2 separate regions of the Sus scrofa genome follow, and region 2 is linked to region 1. A link is a contact called in public HiChIP or PLAC-seq data. All regions are on one chromosome and are shown on one strand. The core of a region is the stretch at or near the end of the contact, and the rest is flanking DNA. Distances in the headings are between cores, read along the strand shown. Region 1 overlaps FANCC (Fanconi anemia group C protein). Region 2 overlaps C10H9orf3 (aminopeptidase O).

The links. HiChIP or PLAC-seq counts read pairs in DNA pulled down with a chosen protein or histone mark.
Region 2: a contact with region 1 is called in an H3K27ac HiChIP or PLAC-seq map of skeletal muscle. The contact joins two enhancer-like sites. A contact is called at or near these places in 4 of 47 Hi-C or Micro-C datasets (embryonic fibroblasts, epiblast stem cells, fetal skeletal muscle and 1 more) and 1 of 2 datasets of contacts at active chromatin or transcription factors (skeletal muscle).

What each region holds. Positions count from the first base shown.
Region 1 is chr10:27,043,719-27,050,597 of Sscrofa11.1, reverse strand. FANCC (Fanconi anemia group C protein) reads right to left here. Exons shown (of 14, transcript XM_021064601.1): 13 at 1,954-2,134. Among named protein-coding and RNA genes, the nearest start is that of MIR24-2, 32 kb to the left of the region's middle. Within about 2 kb of position 2,452, at least 16 of the 83 cell types and tissues checked have an H3K27ac peak or open chromatin away from gene starts, as enhancers often do. A contact at or near this core is called in skeletal muscle, where this site is marked.
Region 2 is chr10:27,140,865-27,147,743 of Sscrofa11.1, reverse strand. All of the region lies in intron 14 of C10H9orf3 (aminopeptidase O), which reads left to right. Among named protein-coding and RNA genes, the nearest start is that of MIR23B, 64 kb to the right of the region's middle. Within about 2 kb of position 2,478, at least 39 of the 83 cell types and tissues checked have an H3K27ac peak or open chromatin away from gene starts, as enhancers often do. A contact at or near this core is called in skeletal muscle, where this site is marked.

The sequences.
Region 1 (6,879 bases), core at 1,203-3,702:
AAAGTAAACAGAAAAAGAATTCTAAAGACTCTAATTCCACCATCCAGACAGGCTTGTTAAAATGAGGTTTCCATCCTTGTCATCTCTTTGAGATGCACTGTGGACACAGCACTCACTAGACACAAGGTATTGTGTTCTGGAGTTTTCTCCTCATCGTCCACAACAAGCACCTTACCATAATCTATAGCACATACGCCACGATAACATGATTTTTCTCGGTAGAAGGCGAGTCTATGATTATAATCCAGCACAATTTATTTAGCCAGTATCCTTCCTATTGAAAGTTAGGCCATTTCCAATTACTGCACTAACAAAAAATGTTGCAATGATCTTCTTGTACATAAAGCCTTGCATGGCTAATTACTCCCTTAGAGTAATTTCTACAACTAGAATGACAGCGTTAAGGAGTATGAATGCTTACCTAATTCTTAAGAGTATGCAAACATAGACAGTCATGGTTTTTGTTATGATTCTATTAAAGTTAGCAAAAGAGGGGAGTTCCGTCGTGGCGCAGTGGTTAACAAATCCAACTAGGAACCATGAGGTTGCGGGTTCGATCCCTGGCCTTGCTCAGTGGGTTAAGGATCCAGCATTGCCGTGAGCTGTGGTGTAGGTCGCAGACACAGCTTGGATCCCGAGTTGCTGTGGCGGTGGCTGTGGCTGTGGTGTAGGCCGGCAGCTACAGCTCCGATTGGACCCCTAGCCTGGGAGCCTCCATGTGCTGCAGGAGCGGCCCAAGAAAATGGCAAAAAGACAAAAAAAAAAAAAGAAGAAAATAAGTCTCATTGGACAACTTTGAAGTATAGAGGAAATAAGTCTCTATACTTCAAAAGTAATCTCTGTCAGTTTCTATGATCTATATGGAATAGAACACATAACCTACCAATTTAGCTTATACAGAATCAAAATAAAGTGTACATAATAGCTTCAGAAATCGTTAGTGCTTCGTACATCTTAACTATTATTAAAAGATGATGAAAACCAACCAGGATTCTCTTTCATCAGTTTCATGTGATATTTTAAAAGGGAAAAAAATCTGGCTTTCTTTTTAATCAGCAGGCAATCAAATAATGTTCATTTCTGAAAAAAATTCTATTTTTGATCCAAAATCATCACCAAATTTTAGCTTTTTAAAATGCCAAACTCTTTTCTTCCCTCTGCCATGTAACATACCTTTAAACAAGTAAAATATACAGACACATCTGAACTGGTCTTTGTTTTCAAACTGCAGAACACACCAGGCAAATAGGAGCACTGCTCTCTACATAAAGAAACCTGCTCCCTTTAATTATTAAAATCAACAAAAAGCTCTGGCAGTTGAACTTTTAAAAACCAGCAAATAAATGTTTGCAAGGAAGGCGCCGATGCCTTTAATCAGAGTGCTGCTCCTGTAATTATTCTATTCCACACAAAATAACAACTGTCTTTCCACGGACAGTTAGCCACTCTTGTACTTTGCTGCTCTGTTATTTAGAAAATGACCATGTCCTTTTGCAGAAGCTAAGTGGTTAATATCAGGTGATTACTTCAGTAAGAGTTCTCAACAAAGCCCGTAATGTGAGGATCTATTGACTGATCCAAGACAGGAGTTCAGTCAAGACAGAAGCAGAGCCCGCCAGGCCGCTCCTCAGAAAAGCAGTCAGACCCCGAGATGATCCGTGGAGGGTGCGGCCCCAGACCAGGCGCGCCTATAAATCAGAACAGGGTGGCTGCAGGCAACATGAGGGGAAATGACCCAGGGGACAAGAGCAGAGTGGCCTCCAGTTCATCACAGGCCCAGTTCCCACTCTCGTCCCAGCCCACGCATGGCTCCACGCGCAAACCCCGAGGGGCTGGTGGGGAGGGTCTCGGGTCAGGGGAAGCCAAGCTACTGCCCAGCCCCTTCCTGCAGGCTCCTTTCTGCTCCCAAGAGACCAGCCCCGGAGGCCACTCGCCGTGGACCCTGCCACCCACCATGGTCTGTGATCTCTGCCGACGCCCGGCGCCTGGGCTGCCGCTGAATGCCAGGAGCCACAGCAGGGCCTCAGGGGCTTCGGCCTCAGCCTCCACCATCAGCAACTGCTCAGCCGCGATGTCAGCCCATTCTCCAAAGTGAACGAACAAAAACCAGCTCTCAAAGGGGCCTCCGTAGGACCTGGAACAGAACCAAAACACATGGCAGCCGGGCAACGTGATTTCTTTCTCCTTTAGTTTCTTAAAGCAACTGTAATGTTTGCGAATGGCTGGCTCCCATTGTTCTTATCCACTGGAGTACAACTTGCAAGGGATACAAGTTAGACGCAGGAAGAGAGCTCACAATGCCACCCTGAACCAGTCCCGGGCCTTCCAAAGGCCTGCCTCTCAAAGCCTCCAGTGCCCTGAGGACCTCAGACACTGAAATCGTTACATCCAGGGACCCTGAGTGAGCACTGGCCTTTGAGAAAGGAAGATGCTGGCCCAGGGCCAGTGAGCGTGATGCAAGATGAGAGCCCTCAGGCGCCGCTCTGCCTTCTGCGTGGCCTGCGCAGCTGGGCTGCTGTTGAGAGCGGGGCCTCACAGCTGCAAGGCCGCCACCAGGGCAGCCCCGAGCCAGGAAAGCAGGGACTCCCTGGGGTGCAGACGGAGACCAGAGGAGGGACGCAGGCAGAAACGTGTGCTATTGCTTTTCTTGCAAAACACAAGGTTCTGGTTAGTATTTTGGCAATTACGAATTTTTAATGAGCTGTATATTGTATTCTTTCCTGTCATCATGTATCTCTCAATGCTGAGAGGTTAAAGCTTTTGTGAGGCTATCCTTTGTCACACGGGGAGTTGGGAGCTGCAGTTCAAGAGGAGAATCTGCTGAGGGAAGGACCATTAATTTTGCACAGTGACAGTGCCAGCAGTTTGACATCTCCCCTGGGAAAAATGGAGCAGGACTGGCCCGAAGCTCCTGGAAGAGGGGAGCTCTGAGCCTTGCTGCAGGCTCCGTCTTTGTTGGATTGGGGCGCCTATTCCCCTGCTTGGTCCCTGGGATCCCCAAGCTCCGAGCACTGTTCCCACCTCCCTGAGTCACTGCTTCCTGCTGTCCAAGTCCTCCTGAGAACAAGTGATGAATGGTCTGAAATCCGGCTTGCAAAGCAGCGGACCGAAAGGGAAGAAGGGGAGCAGGTTACACCTGTCCCCACGAGAGGGCGAGCTGATGGACCAGGGCACATGGGCAGTGCGCTGGGTTATGTCTCGAAAGCCAGGGACAGGCTCCACGGGGTCTCTGCCCTGCAGACCTCACGGATGAGGAAGCTGAGCCGCGGGGCTCCCCCGCGCTCCCTGCTCCCAGGTGGGCAGTGTGCCTGGATCAGGGCTCAAGGCCTGGTCGCTCTCCCTCTCTTCTTCCAGCAGCTGAGTGTGCAAGGCACCTCCATGGGGCTGGCTGGGAGGTGCCTTCAGCTGCTCATAGACCCCTCCCTGCAGGTGGCCCCGCCAACGAGCTGAGGCGGATCTGGGTTCACCAGGAGCCCCATGAGGTTTCGGCTCTAGGTTCTGCTCTTCAACAGAGACGGCCAGGAGTGTGTATGGGGCTGCCAGGCTATGGCAGGTCGTTACTGTGGCCAATCCTCTGATCCCCGCTTGGCTGCCAGACTTCTGTCTCCTGCACTGCTAAGAGTCTTGGTGGTGGCGGTGGGGAGGAGTGAATAACTGGCGCCTAAGCCTGCAGCAGTGACGATGAACAGAAGAGCACTGGCTCGATGCTGAGAGGGCAGAGAAGATCAAGAGGGAGCAGCTGCCAAAGGAACACGTGAAGACAGTCTGAGGAGGCTAGGAGAGACAATGAATAAAATACTTCTACTCTAAAAGCAAGGAAGCTGAGAGGAAGCGGAAGGGTATGATGTTACAAAGAATTCAGCAAAGCCTCAACGCGAATGCTTCTAGGGAAAGAACACATGTAAGAGGTACCTGATATCATATTGGTAGAATTTACGTTAGAATGGATTTTCTTTTCTTTTCTTTTTTTTTTTTTTAACTTTTTAGGGCCGCACCCATGGCACATGGAAGGTCCCAAGCTGGGATCAAATTGGAGCTACAGCTTCTAGCCTATACCACAGCCACAGCAATGCAGGACCTGAGCCATGTCTGTGACCTACATACACCACAGCTCACAGCAATGCTGGATCCCGGGCCCACTCAGCAAGGCTAGGGATCGAACCTGCAACCTCATGGATCCTAGTCAGATTTGCTTCCGATGCACCACAGCGGGAACTCCTGGGTTGTCCAGTTTTAGATATAGATTTATTACAAAGAGGAAGAAAAAAACATTTCACCCCAGGGTGCAGGAGGAGTTGAGAATGTCCTTCCCTAGGGAGGCGCCCTTCTTGCTCTGCAGGTCGGGGGGCGCAGCACGGGCGCATTACTTTTTTCCTAAGGTCTATTCTCTTTATGGTTGTGCTCGTGCAGGTCAAAATCTGATACGAGCAATGACTCAGGACAGTCTCTGTACAAGGTATTATGTGTAACGACAGCCTATTTGCCCTGAGCTGCTCCAAGTGCTTCCCCCACTTCCTACTCAGCAATGCGCATACCTGTGTAGGAGGTCACAGACCAGCACAGACACTGTACTTCACAGATGTGGGTTTTTTCACAAATTGAAGGTTTGTGGCAATGCTGTGACAGGCACGTCTATTGGTGTCATTTTTTCAACAGCATTTGCTCACTGCTTATCTCTCTGCCACATTGTGGGGACTCTCACAATTTTTGAAACTTTTCAGTTATAATTATATTTGCCATGGTGATCTGTGATCAGTGATCTTTGATGATATCATTGTCACTGGTTTGGGGCGCCAGGAACTGTGCCCACACAAGATGAAGAACTGAGTCGATAAATGTGTGTGTTCTGACGGCTCCACCAACTGGCCATTCTCTCTCTGGCCCCTTGGGCCTTGCTCATTCCCTGAGATGCAATGATACTGAAATGAGGCCAATTAACAACACTTTAATTGGCCTCTACATGTTCAAGTGAACGGAAGAGTCACAAAAGCTAGAAATGATTAAGCTTAGGAAGGAAGGCGAGCCTCACGTTGAGATAGGCTTGCACCAAAGAGTCAGCCAAGTTGTGAATGCAAAGGAAAAGTTCTTACAGGAAATTAAAAGTGCTGCCCCAGTGAACACATGAATGATAAGAAAGCAAAACAGCCTTATTGCTGATAGGGAGAAAGTTTTAGTGGTCTGGACGGAAGATCAGACCAGCCCCAACACTCCCTTAAGCCAAAGCCGAAACCAGAGCAAAGCCCTAACTCTCTGAAATTCTATGAAAGCTGAGAGAGGCGAGCAAGCTGCAGAAGAAAAGCTTGAAGCTACAAATTTTACTGAATATGTTAAGCCCCCTGTTGAGATCTACTGTTCAGAAAAAAAAAAAGATTCCTTTCAAAATATTACTGCCCTTTGACAGTGCACCTGGAGAGCTCTGATGGAGACGGACAATCAAAGCAATGCTGTTTTCATGCCTCCTAACACAACGTCCATTCTGCAGTCCACGAACCAAAGAGTCATTTCCACTCTCAACTCTTTCTATTTAAGAAATACATTCCCAGAGACCATAGCTGCCATAGACAGTAACTCCTCTGAGGGCTCCAGGCAAAGGAAATTGAAAATCTTCTGGAAAGGATTCACCATTCTAGATGTCATTAGGCACATTTGTGATTCATAAGAAGTCAAAATAGCAACATTAACAGGAGTCTGGAAGAAGCGGATTCCAATCCTCATGGATGACTTTGAAGAATTCAAGACTTTAGTGAAGAAAGTCCATCAGCAGATGTGGTGGAAACAGCAAGAGAACTAGAATCAGAGCCTGAAGATGTGACTGAATTCCTGCAATAAATCTTTAAAGAAAGAGGAGTTGCTTCTTATGGATGAGCAAAGAGTAGTAATGGGGAGTTCCCGTTGTGGCGCAGTGGTTAACAAATCCAACTAGGAACCATGAGGTTGTGGGTTCGATCCCTGGCCTTGCTCAGTGGGTTAAGGATCCGAGTTGCTGTGAGCTGGGGTGTAGGTTGCAGACGCGGCTCGGATCCTGCATTGCTGTGGTTCTGGCATCGGCCGGTGGCTACAGCTCCAATTCAATCCCTAGCCTGGGAACCTCCATATGCCATGGGAAGAGGCCCTAGAAACGGCAAAAGAACAAAAAAAAAAAAAAAAAAAAAAAAAGTAGTAATGGAAAAAATAAAAAAAAAAAGTTTCTTGAGATGGAATCTACCCTGGTGAACTTGCTGTGAGATTGGTGAAATGCCAAAACAGGATTTAGAAAAGTACATAAACTTAATTGATAAAGCGGTGGCAGGGTTTGAAAGGAATCATTCCAGTTTTGAAAGTAGTTCTGCTGTGGGTGAAATGCTACCAAACAGCGGTGCATGCTACAGAGACATCATTTGAGAAAGGAAGAGTCAAGGGATGTGGCAAACTTCATGTTATCTAGTTTTAAGAAATTACACAGCCACCCCCACCTCCGGCACCACCACTCTGATCAGTCAGCAGCCATCACAATTGAGGCAGAACTTCCACCAGCAAAAAGACTATAACTCACTGCAGTCTACATGATGGTTAGCATATTTTAGCATCAAGCAGGGTTTTTTTTTTTTTTTTTTTTTGCCTTTTTTTTTTTAGAGCCGTGGGCTGCACCTGCAGCATATGGAAGTTCCCAGGCTAGGGGTTCAATTGGAGCTGCAACACTGGATCCGAGCCTCGTCTGAGACCTACACTGCAACTCATGGTATCACCAGATCCTTAACCCACTGAGGGAGGACAGGGATCGGACCTGCATCCTCATGGATACTAGTCAGAGTCCTTTCTGCTGAGCCACAATGGGAACTCCTGTATCAAATAGTTTTAAATTAAGGTATGTACATCTTTTGAAACATAATGCTACTGCAC
Region 2 (6,879 bases), core at 1,229-3,728, 97 kb before region 1:
CTTCTCTAAAACAGCTGGCGCTTACTAAGTGTAAGTACATTTTAGAGCATCTCTTCAAATAAGATGGTAAAACACTGATTACCTAATGGCATGTGGATAGACACCAGTCATTTGGTTTTGTTCTTCTCCACAATAGTGAGACAGGAAAACATTCTTAAATTTATTTACAGACTGAGAAAAAGAACAGCCTTGGTTTCTTCCTGTCATTGTTCTTTGGTCTGCAGCAAATATAGCAGTAGTTCGCATGCAAGTATGTCTCTATCCTTTGGCTTTATTCAAGAAGACCGATCCTGTTTCTCAGCACTACTCTGCAGTTTCATTTGCGTCTCTCTTTAGTTGGTCCACTTATAGTAGAATAAATTGTCATTGTTCCTGTTCCAAACTGGAAGCTCTCAAAGTGCTCTTTAGGCTGCGGATAGGATTTCTATTCTAGCAGAGCTCCATTTTAGGTCAGTCTATAATCATTTTTTAGCCTTCAGTTGTTGCTCTTGTTTCTTTTGCCCAAACTATTTTGATGTGAAGTTCCTTTGAAGGCTGACGGCGTTTATACACATACCAGCTCATGAAAGACATTTAATACTGGGCATTACTCCTCCTCTGTTGTCATTTTGCACCGTTTCTTTCTGGTGTGAGGGAAGAACTACCCCTGTTACCTTTCAGGAGGCACGGTTGCAATGTTTAATGTATTTCATGACAAAAAGTGAATTCTCATACAGGCAGCTGTCTTGAAACGCTTATATTCTCTGAAATGATTCTTGGTCATGTTGAGTGGCCATGTTTCTCGATGGCAAAGAGAACCTGGTTCTCGGAGTTGTGGGAAGCTCATCTTTGGGCAGTGCTGCTGCGTGGAACACCGGGAAGAACTAAGCGTTCCGGTAACTTCAGAAAACAAAATCATCACCAGCAAGGAGCTGTCTAAAATAACCGGAAAAAATTATAGCTCAAGCATTTGGAGGAGCGTGAAGGCCACTCGAGGTCCCTGGCACTTGAGTGCGCTGGGCCACAAGAGTACACGGAGTCGGGAGACGGCTTGGGGGGAGCGGGGGTGCCTAGGCGCTCGCGTTGCTGCGCATGCGCGCATCCCCTGGGAAGCCGGTGCAGAACCGGGGTTGTCAGGCCGTCGGCCGAAGTCTTGTGGCCTCTGTCCCTCCAACCCTTGGTTTACATGTGAGAACGCGGAGGTCCGTGGTGCTGGCCTGAGACCAGGCGCTGCTCTCTCCAGCTGTCTGCCTGGGCAGCTCCTCAAAAGAAGCCGTAGAAGCGGAGCAGCTCTGCGTTCCTGGGGAGAAGCGTGTGTGGCTGGTCGTTGTCACGTTGTGGGGCACAGGCACCGGAGGGCGGCGGGAAAGAAGTGCCGGGAGATGCAGCGGGGCACTCCCAGTCCAGCCCTGGTGGCCTAGAACCTCGTCCAGAGTGAGTTTCCCGAGGACCCTCCCATCCTGGCTTGGGTGGGCGTGGACTGGGTCAGACCTTGAGGGCTCCGAGCGGGCAGGACTTCGTGGTGAGACAGCTGGGTGTCTGGAAGGGTGTTAGGGCCAGTGTGAAATTTTGCCTTTAGTGAACTTTACAAGGCACAGATTATCTGAAGTTTTTGTCATGTTTGTCACGGACCAAGCAGCTGTGACATGAAAATATTTTTGCTCTTTTTCATCTAACAATAGTGTGACCCGAGAACAAGGCATTTTATTTGGGAAGGCTCTAAAGGTACTTACAAATGCCTTTTCTTCAGTCTGTGCAAATATTTTTTAATGTTTGTTATCTTTTTTTTATCTAAAGTGCAAGGCTGCTTTCCATGTTTAAATGCATTCGCGCCTTGATGTATTGCACATTTAAAAGGAAGTTTTTCTGCGGTCTTGCTGAACTTGGCTGTTAGCTTACAGGCCAAATCAAACCACCTCCACCCACAAAACAGTATCGATAAATGCTGAACTTGGATCATAAAAGGTTTAGTTCCCCAGAACTCTGTGTACATTTGGCAGGGCAAAGTGAGTAGGAATATTATGGGTTGGGAAAGAAGCTGCCCGGGTTTTCTCTGCAACACAACTGGCAGATGCCGTCCCAAATGAGAAGCTGTTTCAGCCTCGTGGAGCCCCCCCCCCCCCGCTCCCAGCAGAAGGAAGGGCGCTGGAGAGAAGGCATAGATGATACTCCCGTGTTCCTAATCTCAGCGTACCTTGAGGCTTTATTAGAGATTAAGTCACTGGCTTAGTCAACAATAGCTTTACCTAATCATAGAGCACCAGATTATCACAAAACAGATCCAAACCATGCTGAATTTGCTTCCAACAAAGGATTGCTGATGTGCGTGTACAGCTCGGGTGCCCGTGCCTGCGAACACACACACTTTACCTGTTTCCCTGGCCTTTGACCTCCCAGCAGGGGAGGTTTGGGCAAGGCCGGCTTGGTGACCACCACCTTCCACCCTGGAGGAAAGAGCTGCAGCCGTTATTTCCAGAGCTGGCGCTGTTGGTGTCTGCGTCTGCCTCTGACTCATGCTCCCCAAGAACTGCCCTGTGCATAATGCAAAGTCATTGTTATCCTGAGCCATCCTAGGGAGAGGCTCAGTGGAAAAAGTGAAGGTGGAGCAGACCTGGCTCCAGAACAGAAGGTGAAAGATAATGTTTTTTGTTTAGTTTTGCTGAACTTCACATTCAATTTTGTGGGAACAGCCGTAATCCTGATGGAGTTCAAGATAAAAAAGGAGAGGAACTCTGACTTGTTGCTGCAAGACTCCTTGGCCTGGTGTTCAGATTCTTAGCCAGGAGGCCGAGAGGAGAGCGAAGTAACCATCAGCGATTGTTCAAGTTTTTGAACACGTATTTGTAGTTTCTTCGTTTTTCATTTTTTGTATCAGATCTGTTTTGCAGTCATGCCCTGCTGCAGAGAAGAGAGAGGGAGGTTTTATAAATCTGTGTGACCGTCAGTATTCTTATTACTTGTCTTTGATAACCTTGCAATAATCTGGGAGGATGAGACACATCATTTAAATACTTCTTTAAAGAAATATTGCTGTGGTATTCATGGTGGGACATTTTCCTGTGAAAAACTCTTACCAGCATATTTGAAAATACTTCCTTTTCTAGAAAGACAGTTCATTATAGTAAGTCTTAATATCAGAAATAATTCAAAATCAAAATAAACAAGAAAATGTTGTTTTAGCAATAGTTGAATTTTAACAGTAGCTTGGTAGAAAGAATTCATTCGTCAAGAGCATTTCCCCCCCGCGCAGTTTCCCCGAGACTAGTTTTCTTAGCAAGAGAAAGGTTACTCTGTTATGGATGGACGTGTCTTTTTTTCCTTTTCCCAGAACATGTGTGGTCTCTGTTCACTTCTCTCTCCGCAGAACTTTGGAGATGGCCCCAGCTAATGCCTTGTGGGTCATCGATGCTGTTAGAATCAAATCGAAGTCGTCAAGTACATTTTCTTTCTCCGATCCAATAGTCCTTCATGCTGTGGTTGAAGTCCCCTCTTCACCCCTTACTAGCTTTTTTTGTTTTTGTTTTTTTTGTCTTTTTAGGGCCGCACCCGTGGCACATGGAGGTTCCCAAGCTAAGGGTCGAATCAGAGCTGTAGCTGCCAGCCTACACCACAGCCATAGCAACACCAGATCTGAGCCATGTCTGTGACCTACACCACAGCTCATAGCAACGCTGGATCCTTAACCCACTGAGCAAGGCCAGGGATCGGACCCGCGTCCCCATGGACGCTAGTTGGGTTTGTTAACCACTGAGCCACAACAGGAACTCCCTCTTACTAGCTTTTTTATCTTTTTTTTTTTTTTTGTCTTTTTTTGCTATTTCTTGGGCCGCTCCCGCGGCATATGGAGGTTCCCAGGCTAGGGGTCCAATCGGAGCTGTAGCCTCCGGCCTACGTCAGAGCCACAGCAACATGGGATCCAAGCCGCGTCTGCAACCTACACCACAGCTCACGGCAACGCCGGATCCTTAACCCACTGAGCAAGGGCAGGGACCGAACCCGCAACCTCATGGTTCCTAGTCGGATTCGTTAACCCACTGCGCCACGACGGGAACTCCTAGCTTTTTTATCTTGAATAGATTCGTCTGTGTAAGCCTCAGTTTTTTATCTTGAATAGACTAGCCTGTATAAGCCTCAATTTCTTCATCTGTAAAATCGTTAACCGTAAAGCACTTAGCCTTAAAGAGTTGCCATTGCATCATTGCTCACCCACAGTCGTTATTAATGTTATTGGTTTGGGCTTTTTCAATACTGTTATCAGGGTTTAAAGTTACTTGTAATCCGTGGTATATTAACAAGACCGGAAGGAGCCTTAGGAAACGTAGCCTCAGGAAGAATGACTGCAGAGGCTCTTAGGGTTTGGAACAGCAGCCTTGCATCTATGGGCCAGCTGAAGTATCCCCAGAATTAGGCCAGGGAGGCAGCCCCATTTCTTCTCTGGCAAGTCCCAGCCATGCCTAAGAGGTGCACCTGTCTCCCAGGCTGACACAGGAATCTGCTCTGTGGGGCCCCTGCCTTGGGGAAATACTGCCTTGGAATCTCTTAGAAGTTTCCACTAGGATCCTCCAAACAGAATTTTAGTTGAAATCATCAGAGCTGTCTTACTGATTTGGGTTCAGGTCTTTTTTTTTTTTTTTTTTTTTTTTTTTTTTGTCTTTTTGCCTTTTCTAGGGCCACTACCGTGGCATGTGGAGGTTCCCAGGCTAGGGGTCTAATCAGAGCTGTAGCCACCGGCCTACACCATAGCCACAGCAACACGGGATCCGAGCTGCATCTGCGACCTACACCACAGGTCACGGCAATGCCGGATCCTCGACCCACTGAGCAAGGCCAGGGATCGAACCTGCAACCCTATGGTTCCTAGTGGGATTCGTTAACCACTGCGCCACCACGGGAACTCCTGGGTTCAGGTCTTAATTAAAGTAAGATCAATTTGCAGAAGGTCTGGCCATCAAGAAATACAATGCTTGCTGGTGTCCTGAGCACTACATAATTCCAGGAAGCTTTTAAAAACAAAGTGTTGAGAGATCCACATACACACACCCTGGAACTATAGAGATTGGAATTTATAGTAGCTATCATTCTTATGCAGTACTGGCTTGGAATAGTTAGTTTCCCCAGGTGCTGACTTATGGAGAGAAACCCTCACACAGAAGAAATGGCCTGGTGTTTGTCTCAACTTGAGTAATGGGTCATGCATGATTTTAAGAAGGCTTCTCAGAATGTCCTTGCTCATGTAAATCAAGGATCAATATTTTTTAGAGAGAAGCTTTTATAGATAAGCCATAAGGTTATTTGATAATCAGACATCATTTTCAAGTAGTTAAAAGGGTCACTGGATAAAACCCTGTGGACCGACTTCAGCTTCTTAATTGCTAAGGATTGAAACTCCACATGCCCTCTAAATTATGAGCATGCTTGAATTTTTTATGGGAAGGAAATTTTTTTTTATGTAGGATAATTTTTATGTCAAGTGTTATACTAGCCAGCCAGCTCCATCAGATTAGGCAGGTTGCCACTTTTACTCACCTGATCCTTACTTTTCCCCTATGAAGTTTATTTTATTTTATTTTTGCTTTTTTAGGGTCACACCTGCGGCGTATGGAAGTTCCCAGCCGAGGGGGCGAATTGGAGCTGCATCTGCCGGCCTGCACCACAGCCACAGCAACGTGGGATCAGAGCCGCATCTGTGCCCTACACCACAGCTGGTGGCAATGCCAGATCCTTAATCCACTGCCAGGGATTGAACCCGAGACTAATTCTTCACCCACTGAGCCACAATGAGAACTCCATGAAGTTTATTTTAAATAGAGATTAAGAATGCAAGGCAAAGTGGGATGGGGACAAGGAGAATGAGTCATGAGAAAACACTGCTGGTGATTTTCCTGAGTCCTTGACATTCTTGGGCTATTCTTACCTCTGTGCACAGAGAGCAGTAGTTCGGCTGCAGGTTCACGGGCAGTTGGGGGCGGCGTGGGCCCGAGGAGGCCGGAGGAACATTCTCCCCATTTTCTCCCTGAGCACTGAGAGCCACTGGAGGGATTTCCTGGGCCGAGGGGGCACAGGCAGCTGAGAGCCGCAGAAGCGTGCGGCTGCATGTGTGCGTGTGACCCAGCGAGATAGTGTGTTCGTGTGCTCAGCCCAAGCCTGGGGCCCATAGACCAGTGTGTCTCTGGGGGGAGGGAGCATGTTGGAGGGAGAGCGGTTTTATTGCTTTCTTCTCAAGGTAGAGGAAATGCTCAAGGGCGGTGGGAGAGAAGGGGATAAATATAGCATTTCCCTTTTCCTGCCCGAATACTCTTTTCCACAACATTTCATTTTCATAAGATCCTATCAGCTTCAACTAAAAATAATTCCATGCCATTTCTATCAGATTGCTGCTCTTATCACGTATGTACTTACTAGGTTTTTTTTTTTTCCCCCTATTCAGAAACCTTGTCGCAGGAAGGTGTGAGATGGTCCTAAGATAACTTGTCTTTCGGACACGGCCTCTGGCCAGGACCTTCCGTGAGCCAGTGGCCAGGGCAGTCATGGTGTCCTGACTCTGGTAGTCAGAAAACTCCAGAGACTGACTAGCTTAACTTTGCACTTAGTTCTTCTGAGGCTCTTTTTCCAGCAGGGGCTGTTCTGTATGCTTGTCACCCTGCCCAGGGAGTACAGTCAGCCCAGAGCACTCAGACATGGCCCCAGAGCCCATTTCTTTCCATGGTAATGGTGCCAGATGCTTCGAAGAGACCCGCCATGAGTCTAGCACACTGGCTGTAAGGCCCGGCTGAGTACAGTAGTGAGTTGATTTAGTAGGTGCTTGGCAAAGGTTGGCTCTTTGGGGGTCGGGATTGGGGTGGGTGGGTGGTGGGGAGCCAAGGTGGGCCACCTTGAGGTATTGATCACAGTGTGCCTGTT